3 separate regions of the Zea mays genome follow, and regions 1 and 3 are each linked to region 2. A link is a contact called in public Hi-C data. All regions are on one chromosome and are shown on one strand. The core of a region is the stretch at or near the end of the contact, and the rest is flanking DNA. Distances in the headings are between cores, read along the strand shown.

What was found. Hi-C and Micro-C count contacts between places; a contact is called where the count stands out from the background.
Region 1: a contact with region 2 is called in a Hi-C map of ear, with 2.7 times the contacts expected there. The contact joins the promoter of LOC100285607 here to the enhancer-like site in region 2. A contact is called at or near these places in 3 of 25 Hi-C or Micro-C datasets (ear, leaf and tassel).
Region 3: a Hi-C map of leaf shows a contact between it and region 2, with 6 times the contacts expected there. The contact joins the promoter of LOC103641991 here to the enhancer-like site in region 2. A contact is called at or near these places in 3 of 25 Hi-C or Micro-C datasets (ear, leaf and tassel).

Annotation. Positions count from the first base shown.
Region 1 is chr10:140,922,983-140,927,403 of Zm-B73-REFERENCE-NAM-5.0, reverse strand. LOC100285607 (calcium-dependent protein kinase) reads right to left here and starts at 2,876. Exons shown (of 8, transcript NM_001370722.1): 1 at 2,009-2,876; 2 at 1,757-1,900; 3 at 1,509-1,661; 4 at 1,304-1,413; 5 at 1,041-1,208; 6 at 835-962; 7 at 539-638; 8 at 164-459. The coding sequence starts at 2,765. The coding sequence ends at 400.
Region 2 is chr10:141,150,286-141,154,480 of Zm-B73-REFERENCE-NAM-5.0, reverse strand. It overlaps the pseudogene LOC103625688. Among protein-coding and RNA genes, the nearest start is that of LOC109943058, 26 kb to the left of the region's middle. Within about 2 kb of position 2,645, at least 17 of the 20 cell types and tissues checked have an H3K27ac peak or open chromatin away from gene starts, as enhancers often do. A contact at or near this core is called in ear, leaf and tassel, where this site is marked.
Region 3 is chr10:141,318,653-141,322,864 of Zm-B73-REFERENCE-NAM-5.0, reverse strand. It overlaps LOC103641991, which reads right to left and starts at 1,333. Exons shown (of 13, transcript XR_004853422.1): 1 at 1,032-1,333; 2 at 643-714. LOC100279635 reads right to left here. Exons shown (of 3, transcript NM_001152630.1): 2 at 3,680-3,734; 3 at 1,923-2,905. The coding sequence ends at 2,439.

The sequences.
Region 1 (4,421 bases), core at 1,627-4,126, 230 kb after region 2:
GGGGAACCATTTTCCGATGAGTAATTCTCCGGCCCAAACTGTCAAGTTTACCCGTGGATGTTCGCGCGGACTAGAATGAGGAGCCAATTTTCGGATGAGTAATTCTCCGTTGCCATCCTAGTCACCAAGGGTTCGGTTGCTTGCAGGACAAAATGTACCACTTGCGAAAATTACTGGCATATGTACGATTGCACGAACTCTGAACTTTTCTTTCAAGTAAACTGGACATTTTCTCTCTCGTTGCATATTCGGTCAATAAATAAATAGCTGTACATGCTTGCCTCGGACCATAGCTGCAGAAGCAACTTGTTCTAAGTTAAACTTGCTTCGTTGCTTGTACTTGACACATTTGCTGAAACATATATACACAACCTCTCCCACCATGAGAACAGAGCTTCCTCAGGTATAACTTCCCTTCCTCATCATTTCTACAAACTCTTCGTAGTCGATTCTCCCATCCTGCGAAATTCAGAGAGGGGCGACTGTTAATGCTATGGAAAAAAAATGGTTTGGTTATTAGCAGCAAGAATGCGCTCACCTTGTCTTTATCAACTTCGTCCAGCACTTCCTTAATGCTTGCTTCATCACCCACCCCATACTCCGCCATGGCTTGTTCCAGTTCGTCTCTTGTTATGTACCTGTGGTTGTTATGTATGTATGTTATTATCTCGGTTCAATTGTATTAAACCTTTTTTTTGGTTTTCCATAGCTGAGTGAGCAAAACGATATTCCCTATGTTTCTTTTTAGTTGTCGCTGGATAGTGCAAAATTAAACTATTCAGCGACAACTAAAAACAAACGGAGCAAGTATAAATCTGGCAGAACTAGTTTTACCCGCTATCGTCTTTGTCGAAGTGTTGAAAAGCAAGGAACAAATCCTCCTCCTTCTCCAGTTTATGCCTGTTCATCATGGCAGTGAGGAACTCGGTGTAGTCAATGCTGCCACTCTTGTCCACGTCAACCTGCACCGAAGCATGCATGACTAGTGAAGTAGTACTCCAAGCCTGGGTGTGGAAGTGGAACGGAGCAAGCAGTCTTACTGCTTCCATAAGCTTCTGAACCTCCGCTTCGCTAATCTTGGACCCGAGCTTCGCCAGCCCGTCCTTGAGTTCCTCGACCGTGATCGTGCCGCTCCTGTCTGTATCCATGTTGTTGAACATCTGCTTCAGCCCCTTGATCTCATCCTCTGTTAGGTTCTCTGCGATTACCTTTACAACGACACAGAAGACCAAAAAAAAATGTCATCTTAAACTGGCACATGAAAAGTAGCAGGTATTCTGGTTAAGGAGGACAGGAGGTTCACCTTCAGTGCAAGTTGCTTTAGCTTGTTCATCGCCTTGAACTGCTTCATTCTTGACAGGACCGCGCTGTCGATAGGCCTGTCAGGTGCACCACCTTTGAGCCATGGATGTTCTGCACATGGAAGTCATTCAGATGAACTATGGACCTTCATCTTCAGTCTTAACTCAAGCGCTGTATGAAATTAAAAGGCAGTTAGAGAGTGCAACCTAGGGCCTGTGAAGCCGTAATGCGCCTCTGAGGGTCCCTGTTCAGCATTTTTCTAATGAGATCCTTCGCGCTTTCAGATATGGAGGGCCACGGGGAGGAGACCAGATCGAGCTCGTCGGCCAATATTGCGTCAAATATGCCTTTCTGCGTTTCTGCTCAGACATATATACGCAAATTCTGCCATCAGCCGATCGACCAGTGTGGTCTGTCTGTCAGGACGGAAGATGGTTTGGATTCTGACTTTCACCTTCCCAGAAAGGCGGCGACCCGCATAGAAGGATGTATAGGATCACGCCAGCACTCCAGACGTCGATCTCCCTGCCGTAGTTCCGGCGCAACACCTCGGGCGCCACGTAGTACGCGCTCCCCACCAAGTCCTTGTAAACTTTGCCTGCACTCGTTTCGTTTGTCTAGCAATCGTCATTTATTGCATTGCATGGAAGAAAATCATGTTGTGTGCCGCTGCCATGTCAGCAGCAAGCAAGCCGCCGCTAATAACCTTCTTCGATGAAGACGGAGAGGCCGAAGTCGATGGCCTTGAGCGGCGCGTCGTCGGCGGGGCTGGCGAGCAGGAAGTTCTCGGGCTTGAGGTCGCGGTGCATGACCCCCATGAAGTGGCAGACGTTGACGACGGTGAGGACGTCGCGGCACACGGCGGCGGCCTGGCGCTCGGAGTAGCTCCCCTTGGCGGTGATGCGGTCGAAGAGCTCGCCGCCGGAGCAGAGCTCCATGACGACGTGCACGTCGTCGCGGTCCTCGAACGCGCCCTTGAACTCCGCCACGTTGGGCTGCCCGCTGAGGTGCTGCAGGATGGTGATCTCCCGGCGCATGTCCGCGATGTCGGCGCGCCGCACCAGCTTGCGCTTGGACACCGACTTGCACGCGTACTTTTTCCCCGTCGCGCGCTCCGTGCACAGGTACGTGGTGCCGAACTGCCCGCTCCCCAGCTTCCGCTCCAGGTGGAACAGCGTCCGCACGTCCACCGTGTGCCGGTCCAGGACCGTGCCCGTCTGGCCGGTGGGCGGCCGCCGCCGGCCCGTCGATCCCGGGCCCGACGGGAAGACTGGAAGCCGCGGCGGACGGTAGGACGGCCGGCGGTCCGAGCCCGAGTACAGCGGCACCTCCCGCGTCTTGTCATCGCGGGGCCGGGGCGGCCGGTACACCGGCATCGACGTCCGCCGCGGCGGGTCCGTGGTGATTGGTATCTCGTGCTCGTGCTCGTGCTCGTCGTACTTCCTGGTGAAGCAGTTGCCCATTGCCTCGCTGCTTATTTCGTCTCTCTGTGTGTTTCCTAGCTAGCGCTAGCTCCTTTTGGGAGCAGAGGATGGAGAACGAGGATATGAAGAAGGCTGCCTGCAAAGCTTGGCGTGATGCTCAGCTGCTGGATCATATCCTTTTGCTAGCTTGCTGTTTGCTTTTGATCCAGGGATTGATTTATGCCTTGTCTGGCCGCCTCGAGATGGAAAAGAAGATTCAGGGAACGCCTGAAAATCACGCTATCTTATACGCTGACAGTGCGGCGGCTCAGGTGATTTTTATTCGGTGTCGGTGATGGAGAAACAGCTGGTGCGCACAGCCAAGTCATTCCTCCGCCGTTTTATCGTGTCCACACTGAGGTCTGAAATGGTCTGGCGCGTCGGACTAACGATTCTGCGAGGAGTCACGCTGAGGTCTGAAATGGTCTAGACGCGTTGCGGCGGTACGAGGTCCTCGCAGAATCGTTAGGCCCGGTGCGGTGTGCAAAAGCCAGATTATGCCCGCTTACGGGCTTCACCAGTGGCTCAAGTATGATCCTACAAGGCTTGGGTCATGCCGGGCTAAGACCCATCAGCCTCCCAACCTTGCTAGAGCTGAGCGCTGCCGCGGCCCTCGTCACTTCGTGGGCCTTGCTACTCCACTGTATTAAGCTCTCTCCAACAAGGTTCTGTAAAGAGTTCTGTCCGGCATATTTAGAGGATGACAGTATCTGGTATCCCTCCAGCAGCATGCGCTAAATGAAACTGTAAAATTTACCGGTCGTCTCTCATACGCTATGTTTGGAGGATCCTCTATCACTTTGAAGCTGCAGCCTAGCAACGCGGGAGTAGTACGAGGCGGACTCCAGATGGGTGGGATCCATACAAAGAGTACGATAAAACAGTAATTATAATTAATACAGTTGCTAAATAAAAAATAAAAATATATAGAGGATGAGATATAGAGGATATTGTTGGAGAGAGTGAAGATATAAATGACAGAATCTTTTAGAGTTATCTGTAAAAGACAAAGAATATTCTTTTAGGAGGTGAAATTTAGGGGATGTTGTTGGAGATAGCCTACATCTACGCCATTCTGGTCTGTGGCCGCGGACGCGCTCCCTCAGTACCTACCGCCGGCTCGAAAGAACACGTAACGGAGAGGACTGAGAAGCGAGGGACTAATGTACTGAGGCGCAATATCCAGTTGACCTTATAAACGGTCATGTAAAGTACTGTTTTATATTATATATTATTTTGTTTATAGAATAGATTTTAAAATTAAGAATTAAATAGGGAATGGAATAGAGAGTTTGCTGGATCTGAGTGGAGTAATAAACACGCTCACGCTTCAATTAACGGCTGTCACGTTATCTATATGTCACACCCGGGTTTCGGGGCATCAAGACCCGGGCGTGAACATAATCACCAGGTGTGCTGGGACCAAGTCTCACACATATGATGAATCATGGCACAGGATCGAATGTCACATCTTTACTACATAACAGGAGTTCTGTACAAAATAAATAAATAATTACATAATAAGGAGACAACGGTCCAGCAACCCAAAGTTGACTGGGAGACGACGGCCTAGACCTCTCACGAACTCGTCACAGCATCCTGCATGCACCTCATCCTGCGGTACCTGTTCTTGACCTGTGGGGGTGTGAGACAGCA
Region 2 (4,195 bases), core at 1,396-3,895:
TGTATGTGAGGCTTGCCAGAAATATGGGTCCATCTTTGGATGACCACATGGTATGTATGTCAGCCTGAAGGACAAGTGTGTGTGCCTATATTTGCTTCAACTTTACAAAAATATATAGTTGTATACCATCTACCTGTTTGACCTGGACTGACCTCAAGGTGCATTCTAGGGGAAGGTCCTAGATGTTCTAAAGAACTGGCCACATAGAAACATTCAAGTTATCTTTGTTACTGATAGTGAGCGAATCTTGGGACTTGGAGATTTGGGTTTTCAGGTATGATTGTCTCATTAGTAACTTATTACTCGAGGGCCTTTGCTTATATTATATCGAATCCTTCTATAGGGAATGGGAATTCATGTAGGAAAACTTGCTATATACACTGCTCTTGGAGGATTTGAACCATCAGTTGTAAGCATTCATATATTTTCTCTCCTTTTTTGGTTGCATCTCTTGTAATGGTAATGTATGTTTGGTACCAACAAACAATTAAATTATCTCAAGTGGCAAATTCTAAATTACGTTGTCGTGTTTGCCTATCACAATTGATGTTGGCACAAATAATGAGAAATTGCTTAATGATGAGTTCTACATTGGACTTCGGCAAAAACGTGTGACTGGCGAGGTATGTAACTGTGTTGAGATTGCTAGGAGTTAGGAATTGACAAAATATGTGACGCTTGAGATCTTATCTGTGCATTTTCCTTAATGTCAGGAGCATGATGAGCTTATTGAAGAGTTCATGGCTGCTATTAAGCAATTCTACGGTGAAAAAGTCCTCATTCAAGTGAATTAGACTCAACAATGTACTTTTGCTATGGCAGATCAATTTACTCTTTATCCTAGAATGTAACAATCTAAATTTTGGACAATTTGAGGGCTTTACCAATCATAATGCCTTTGATCTGCTTGAAAAATATAGCAAGAGCCATCTTGTTTTCAATGATGATATTTAGGTAAATGGAACTGCCCGTGGTGTTTTTATTTTTGCTGCTACCATGGGGTAACCTTAATTAATTGAGATCATCATCCTTTAGTTTATTGCCTTCTGAACTGTACTGATTTGGAAATATGAATGTTTGCAGGGCCAGAAAAATCTAAATTGTGGAAGTTTTACCATTTGTTTTGGCAAACAGAAAAATATGAACTCTTTGTTCATTCTTCATTCGTTGTTGGCAAGTTTGTTGTGACAACATGATAACGAAGGAACATGTTTTGTTGTCTCCTTTACCCTTCCTTTTCCCCATACTTATATCAAATGTAATAAACAAGTCGTATTTGAAATGATTTCATCTCAAATCAATATGGTACAGTAGAGAATAGATGTGAGAACTGATCTCTTTTGGTTTTCTTTTTGAGAGAGAAACTATATACATCTTATGCTAAACTCCCATGAGCTTAATAAATGAACCACTCGAGTTTTTCTTATCCATTCCAGATTTCATCTGATGGTACTACTTGTCACTCAAGTCATGGACAATTTGTCTGCGGATTTAACTACTGAATCAATGATAAAAGGTTTAGGGTTTGGCATTGTTGCTTCTGCTACTATTCCATGTCCCAGTCTGAGGTTACTGATGTTGGTAATCATGTAATTTTTACTTCATATTTCTATTTCTCTTGTATGTTCTAGACATATTGTTGCTAACATTTTATCAAATGATAGTCACCGTTGCAACGCACGAGCAACTAACTAGTAGGATATATAATATACAATACAAATTTGTATTCTTGTTTTTAACATCTAGCTTGTAAAGATTCATAAAAGGTAAACCTCAAATTCATCCTATATTTTCTCAAATAATAGATATAAACTTCGGTATGGATTCGGAAATAAATTCGGTAATTTTTTCAACGTTTCGTGTTGTAGGGAGCAAATAATACATAAAACAATTTATGTAATATTTTATTCATATGTGTACTAATGTGCTTGATAACATAAGAAAAGATCAACATTAAATTTTATGCATATCTATTTTAAAATATTAAATTTGTTCTAACAGTTTGAATTACCGTTTTCATCCCTGACACAAACATGCACACAATTGCGTGGAACATCGTAAAGTTAGTAATTTTTATTGGTTTAGTGGAGAGAACGATGTAGATAAGTCGCTCTATTCTATATAGCTGATGTTAATTATTTATTTCCGTCGATTTTTAATTTGTGACCAAACGAAAATTTCATTATTTTCATCGACTAGACCTAGGTTAAAGGAAAATGCTTGAATTTTACGGACCGTCATAAAAATAAAGAAATTATTTTGAACGTCCGGAGTTTTTCATTTTCCTGTAGTATCTCCTCCTTTTCCCCTCTAAATGTAATCTATGTCAGTAAAAATTGACTAGATTACCTATAAGATAATTATTACACTGGCTCTGATGGTAGCAAGACTGCAAGAGACGTATAGCCCGTGATGGCAGCAAAAACATTGCATTGAAATGCACACATGCGGAGAACCATGTCCATGTGTGAGGGTGAAGCTACTAACATCTGTAGCTTCACTGGTCCACCACGAGCTGGACATCTACCCGATGCGCTGTTGCGACTCGCAGTGTGCCAATTAAATGTTACCTGGGCCCTGGCTAGTAAATTGCGCAAGGCCCACTAGTCGCTGTCTCCGAAAAGAGTGAGGCCCGGGACTTCGGGAGAGCAATGCACACAGCCTATTTAGCTGTCGGGCAATAGGCCCAGCACAGGCTGCAGCGATCGTACTGATGTGGCCCCTTCGGGTTTTTTTGCTTATTAATATCCACTTCTTTTCAATGAATACATGTCCGATTTAATTTCGTTAAAAAATAAAATAAGATGTTGTACAATACCCAGATAGCTCTTTTCATGAGTCAATGGTGTTCTTAACTCCCCAACTTTTCCAAAATGAATATTGAGTTTACTTATATTTTGTTATGAGCATGGTATACATGCCATTTCAGATTTGTCTCCATGCCTTTGAGAGAAACTTTAGTTTACTACTTTTTCCAGTCAAGTATTTCGACAGGTTTCAAAAGTGCACTAAGAATACACCTTGATAGAATTTGTGTATATTTCAAATTTTACGGAACTTTGACGAACTTTTTTCAACATTTCCACACAACTAGCATATAGATTCACGCAGAAATCATATGTGGCAACCATCACATGGTAGACACTATTATTCCCGTACAAATTTTGTCTAAACTAGGGACAAATGGTAGCAAAATCACAAACTGAAGAGAGAGAGAGAGAGGGCAAAATCACTACACGCGCATGTACAACCTAGATACTACGTATTTCTTCAAGCAATACAACCTAGATACTACGTATTTCTTCAAGCAATAGATACATCTAAAAACTTGCTCATATAACCCAACGTATCATAGCCTTGTATCTTAGTTATTAGAACTTAAGATACGACTCATTTATATGGGTTGTATGTGTTTAGCCGTATTTAGACTTAGAGAACCGTGCTAGAGACATTTCTTCGCCAAGATACGTCTTTTGTGTGTTTTTTACACTTACTCCATTAAATAGCCCTTAAGATAAGGATTATTTATGTGGGTTACCTGCCCTAAAGCGTGAGTTTCGTGGTGCGTCCTCACCTCCACCACACGCGGTCAGCGAAATAAATTGGGAGAATAGGTAAAAATGGAGGACACTAGGGTTCAAACAATGGTTGTTCGCAATAGAGGGTCCATCTTCTACCACTGCAGTTCATATTTTTTTATGTTATACAAAGGATAGATATTGTGCATGTATATACTAATAATTTGAAAATAAAAAACTAATTGTGTTTAAATAAATATTCCATTTAAGTAAGGTATATCTATATGATATATAGAAATCGTAGCAATGTATGGGCAACTAACTAGCCACAATTATGTTGAAGTTAAGGGTAAGAAAAAAAACATGGATCTATTTTAGTATTTGACCAATAAAAAGTGGCTCCAGCTTATTATCAAGGTTTAGAAATTACCATATTAATCAGAGGAAATAAAATGAAATTGCCACTATTCATGTCAATAAACTATCCACAACTATCACCATGCTTGGGACATCTCACACAAACGCGATGTCACATGCAAACTACAATTTAGAATGGAAGCAGTAAGTGGTCCATCCATCAAGAATTTCAGAGTTGAGATGATCTACTGACCATGCATGGGACATCTAACACAAGCGCCAAGTCCAAATGAAAATTACTATGCACTAGGATATCCAGT
Region 3 (4,212 bases), core at 84-2,583, 170 kb before region 2:
GCGCCATGGGGAGCACGAGGGAGTCCACCTTCCTGGACATCTGGGGCTTGACAAGGGAGCAAGCAAGGGGTCGACAGCGCACCAGCAGCTGCACCATCACCAGGAGCTCCTTCGCGCCCTGCACGCTGATGTCAACACCCTCAACACTGCAGATCAGCAGCAAGTGGGGAGCTCTACGGCACGCTCGACTGGGACGTCTTGTTGAGCTCGTCAGACGGAGCGCTCCATGGCGAGCTTTAACTTCGACAGCGGCGCTCCATTCTACAACTCTTACCGAGACCAAGATCAAGCTCTCTACCTCGCTCTCCGTCATTAGCAACTAGCGCAGGCTCCCTTCCCTTCTGCGGTCTGTCCACAGCAACCTGTTAGGACGTAATATAGACCCAAACAAAGATTGGATCTTAAGAGACATACTTTATTAGTTAATGGACCGGATTGACACATTGACTCAAGTTTAAGGACCAGAATTGCATTTTACTCATTATTTTTGCACATTTGAGCAAATAAAAAAATGAAGTTACCATAACCTTCTTACTATCTAAGTTTTCATCCATTTAAAATTTGATTTGTGGCCTTTAAAAACTTTAATGGTCATACTTGGTCGAAATTAAACGGAATTTAAGTGCACAAAGCAAAGCTTACATTGGTCTCGTACACGTAGCCCCGCATTATCGACAGGATCCCGACTTATCAGTCTCAAATTCCCCGAATACCCTGAATCAGAGCAAGAAAACTTCCATAAGTTTACACAGGCCGCCATTAATTTTTCAGACAATGCCCACGTCGAACCAACCAAGCCTACAATCGGGACCAAATACACATCGAACCAGGATCGGTTGACCCTAAAATTCCTTGGCGAAGACGCTCAATTCATGGGGCAGGCACATAATTGCTCAAAATCCGCCCCAGACGCGACACAAGGATGGCAAATCTAGGGTTTGGACGAAGAATACGGGGCGACTCTGGGACGCCGCCACGGGAAAGCAACCATAGAAACAAGGCGGATTCGCACCACCGGTCGGTGGACTCACCTCGGGGACCGGAGACGCCTCGTTCCGCCGCGGTGGCGGGGATCCGAATCGGACGACGAGCTGTCGCGCGATGCGACTGGAACAGAAATCGCCGAGGGGGGCGGACCGAGCCTGCTGCGGCCGAGGCGGCGGCTACGCCCGCGCCCGGGTAGCCATGGGGCGGAGGCAATCAAGGCTTGGTCGCCGGTCGCTGCGGGAAACGTCCTCCGGGGCGTCGCCGCCGGGGCGGGCGCGTCGTGGGGCGGGAGGCTTTTGGCTCTCGTTCGGTGGCAAGGGGAGCACAGGGGCCAGGGCCCAGGGAGGAGGCAGGGGTTGAGGCGGGCGCACAGTTAAATAGGCGCGTTTCGCCTGCGCCGGTTAAAATGCCTGACGTGGACCTGCCTCAGAGGCGTGAGATGTCTGTGGAACCTCCGCACGGCGCATGGGCTAGGCTTTTCTTGTTTTGGCAGGTGCTGCGAGGGCCCAATCGCGAGTTGGGACGCTGCAGGCCCGTTTCCATGCCCCAAAAGCGTTGCTTCCGTCAACAACGGAGCACGCTCCGACAAGAATGGAAGACACAGAAGCGGGGCCTTGGTGGCTTGGTCCCCTACGCCCTTGTTCTGACTAGAAAAGTGAAGTGATGTTCAGGCCGTCCAGATTCCGAACAGATCCTCCTGTTTATCCTGAGGTTTTCAGTTGGATTGCCGAATTTTTTGCTGTTTTCTGTGCTTTTCGTAAAAATGAACTGATTTCTGTGAAATTTATATATGATTCCTCTAAAATTCCTGCATTCTAAAGGGGCTCAAATGTTTCAAGGTTATGGAAGTTAGAAAATCTAGATCTCATCAGACCAAAAGAAAAAGACAAACAAGGCAGAAAGCCAAACTAATAAAAAGGACAGGCAAGGTAGAAAGCCAAACTAATACCACTAGCATTTCTGCGCTTGAACAATAGCTGCAAAAACAAGCAACTAAACACAAATTTTCACAAGCATTCTCTCTGGTCTCTCCACAGATAAAGAGAGGCAGGCAAGATACAGAAATTACGGGAACAAAGTCACATAGAGCAGGGAGTCAGAAGCTCCACCAGTTGATTTGAAGTGTGCATCGGCGCTAATGCGCTGTCATGTGTTTAAATTCTTCCTCGTATCCACTTCTGAACAGAAGACATAACATGGACACTTGGCCGGCCCATCCAGTTTACAGTACCAAAATTCTCCGTATATCTATTATCTAGTATTTACTGTTGATTACCCCTATTGAGCAACAAAACCAATATACCTCAGTACCTTACCAAGCTACCATGCTCTGGTGTCAGAGGTTACCTTCCTGGTGCGTCATGTACTATTTGGTTCTACTTATATCACAATAACTAGGGATTAGGGAATACTATGTTATCTTCTAAAGATCGATCCATGTAGCTGTTAGATCACTGGGACAGCATGTTCGAATTTCTATTTGCAGATTGACGAGCCAACCACTCTGCTTTGGTCAAACCATAGTAGACTGCTTTGCTTCCAGGCCACACAAGAAAATTCCAGCCAATGGGAGATCCACCGATGACATAAGAACCTTGAGGAAGTCCACCCTGTCGCTTTGTAAAACCTGTTATCTTACTTAGTCCGGGCCACTTCCTAATCTTCACCGGTAACCCATGTGCTGCGGTGTCTGAGTTATCAGGCTTGAGTGGTACACCCCCACCTGTATTGTGCACAAAATGTCCAGCCAGGCCCAGGCTTGTCGGAGGAACTAAACTCTTCTCTGCAGACAGAACTTTCCCAACACGCTTATCCTCAGGAGCTCTAGCTGCATGTTTGTTCAACGGTTTCACAGGTTCAGCAGAAGCGGACAGATCAAGCCGTGTTTTCTTGGATAATTCCATCACAGATTTCATCTCTGTAAGGCAAAAGAAGAGCAGAGGGCAGACAAGTTAGATTTAATTCTCCAAATATTTATGCATACATATGTACATATGCATGAAAAAGAAGTCATTATATATCAAAAATGTGTAAAATCGTTTAAACATAAGACCCATGCGCTCATGCCCAGGTAGTATTTACATACCACAAAACAAGAGGCAATCTAATAGCAAAAAGAAAAAAGAAAGAGTATATGCATTTTGAAAGAAAGCTGCTGACCAGTGTATTTCATAATAACTGATAATATGATGCACAGTTCTATTATTTCTTTTGCATTTCGAATAGATTACAGAACATAGCGGCTTGTTTCCAATAAAAGCTGCTTCTGAGTAGAGAACATAACCAAAGAAGTATTCCATACATGTGTACAGCAAACACAAAACTATAAGGCAGGACTCAGGTGGAAGGCTTTCGAACGCGGTCTTATTTTTACATGATATATAACAATTAACAAACCCAGAAATGTAATACACTGATAGTCATAGACGGGTTAACCGGTTAACCATGCTGAGGTTTCAATATTTGAATGGTAACATTTGAGAAGAAATGTCACGGCGTCTCTGTCATATTATGTTACAGCCCACAGAGAGGAATGTGTATTGAAGAAATATGGTTTTTTATAAAATGGAACTACAAAAAACTGGATAAGTTCGAAATCAGCTGCTGTAACACTAATTTCAGTGCATATTTTGATTACTGAAATACATTAGAAAATTACATATTGCTCCAACATAATGGACCAACCACTTACCATTCAAGATTCCTACAGCAGTATCTTTCTTTTCTGAATCAGTTCCTTGGCAAACCTTCATGACAACAAATGCAAATAAATTAATAACTGATTACAGTTTTAGCCATAACCAATAACATAACAAAGAAACAAGACACCACAGATACATTTCTCAAAAATAAATGTAGTACAATACCACATATTGGCATCGAAAGGCACACAAACAGGGCTGGTCAAACCTGACTAGTTAGACCTACACCACCTCCATCCCTTGAAATCTTATTTCGATTTTGTTTTCGTACTTGTCCACATCATACCATTAACTTCCACTTGCAAGAAAACACCAGTCTAAACACTATTATTATGAACTACGAACCTCAGGGGTCAGCACACTGTTTTTCTGTTCAAGCGTCAATGGAAACTTCCAGGACTCCATTCAGAAGCACAGTACTACGGCCAGCTATATAGATTATAGACAAATATGACAGCCAAAAAATATTTCTGTATGTTGAATTAGGAACATGTACTGCTCACATGCGTGTTGGGCTAACCTG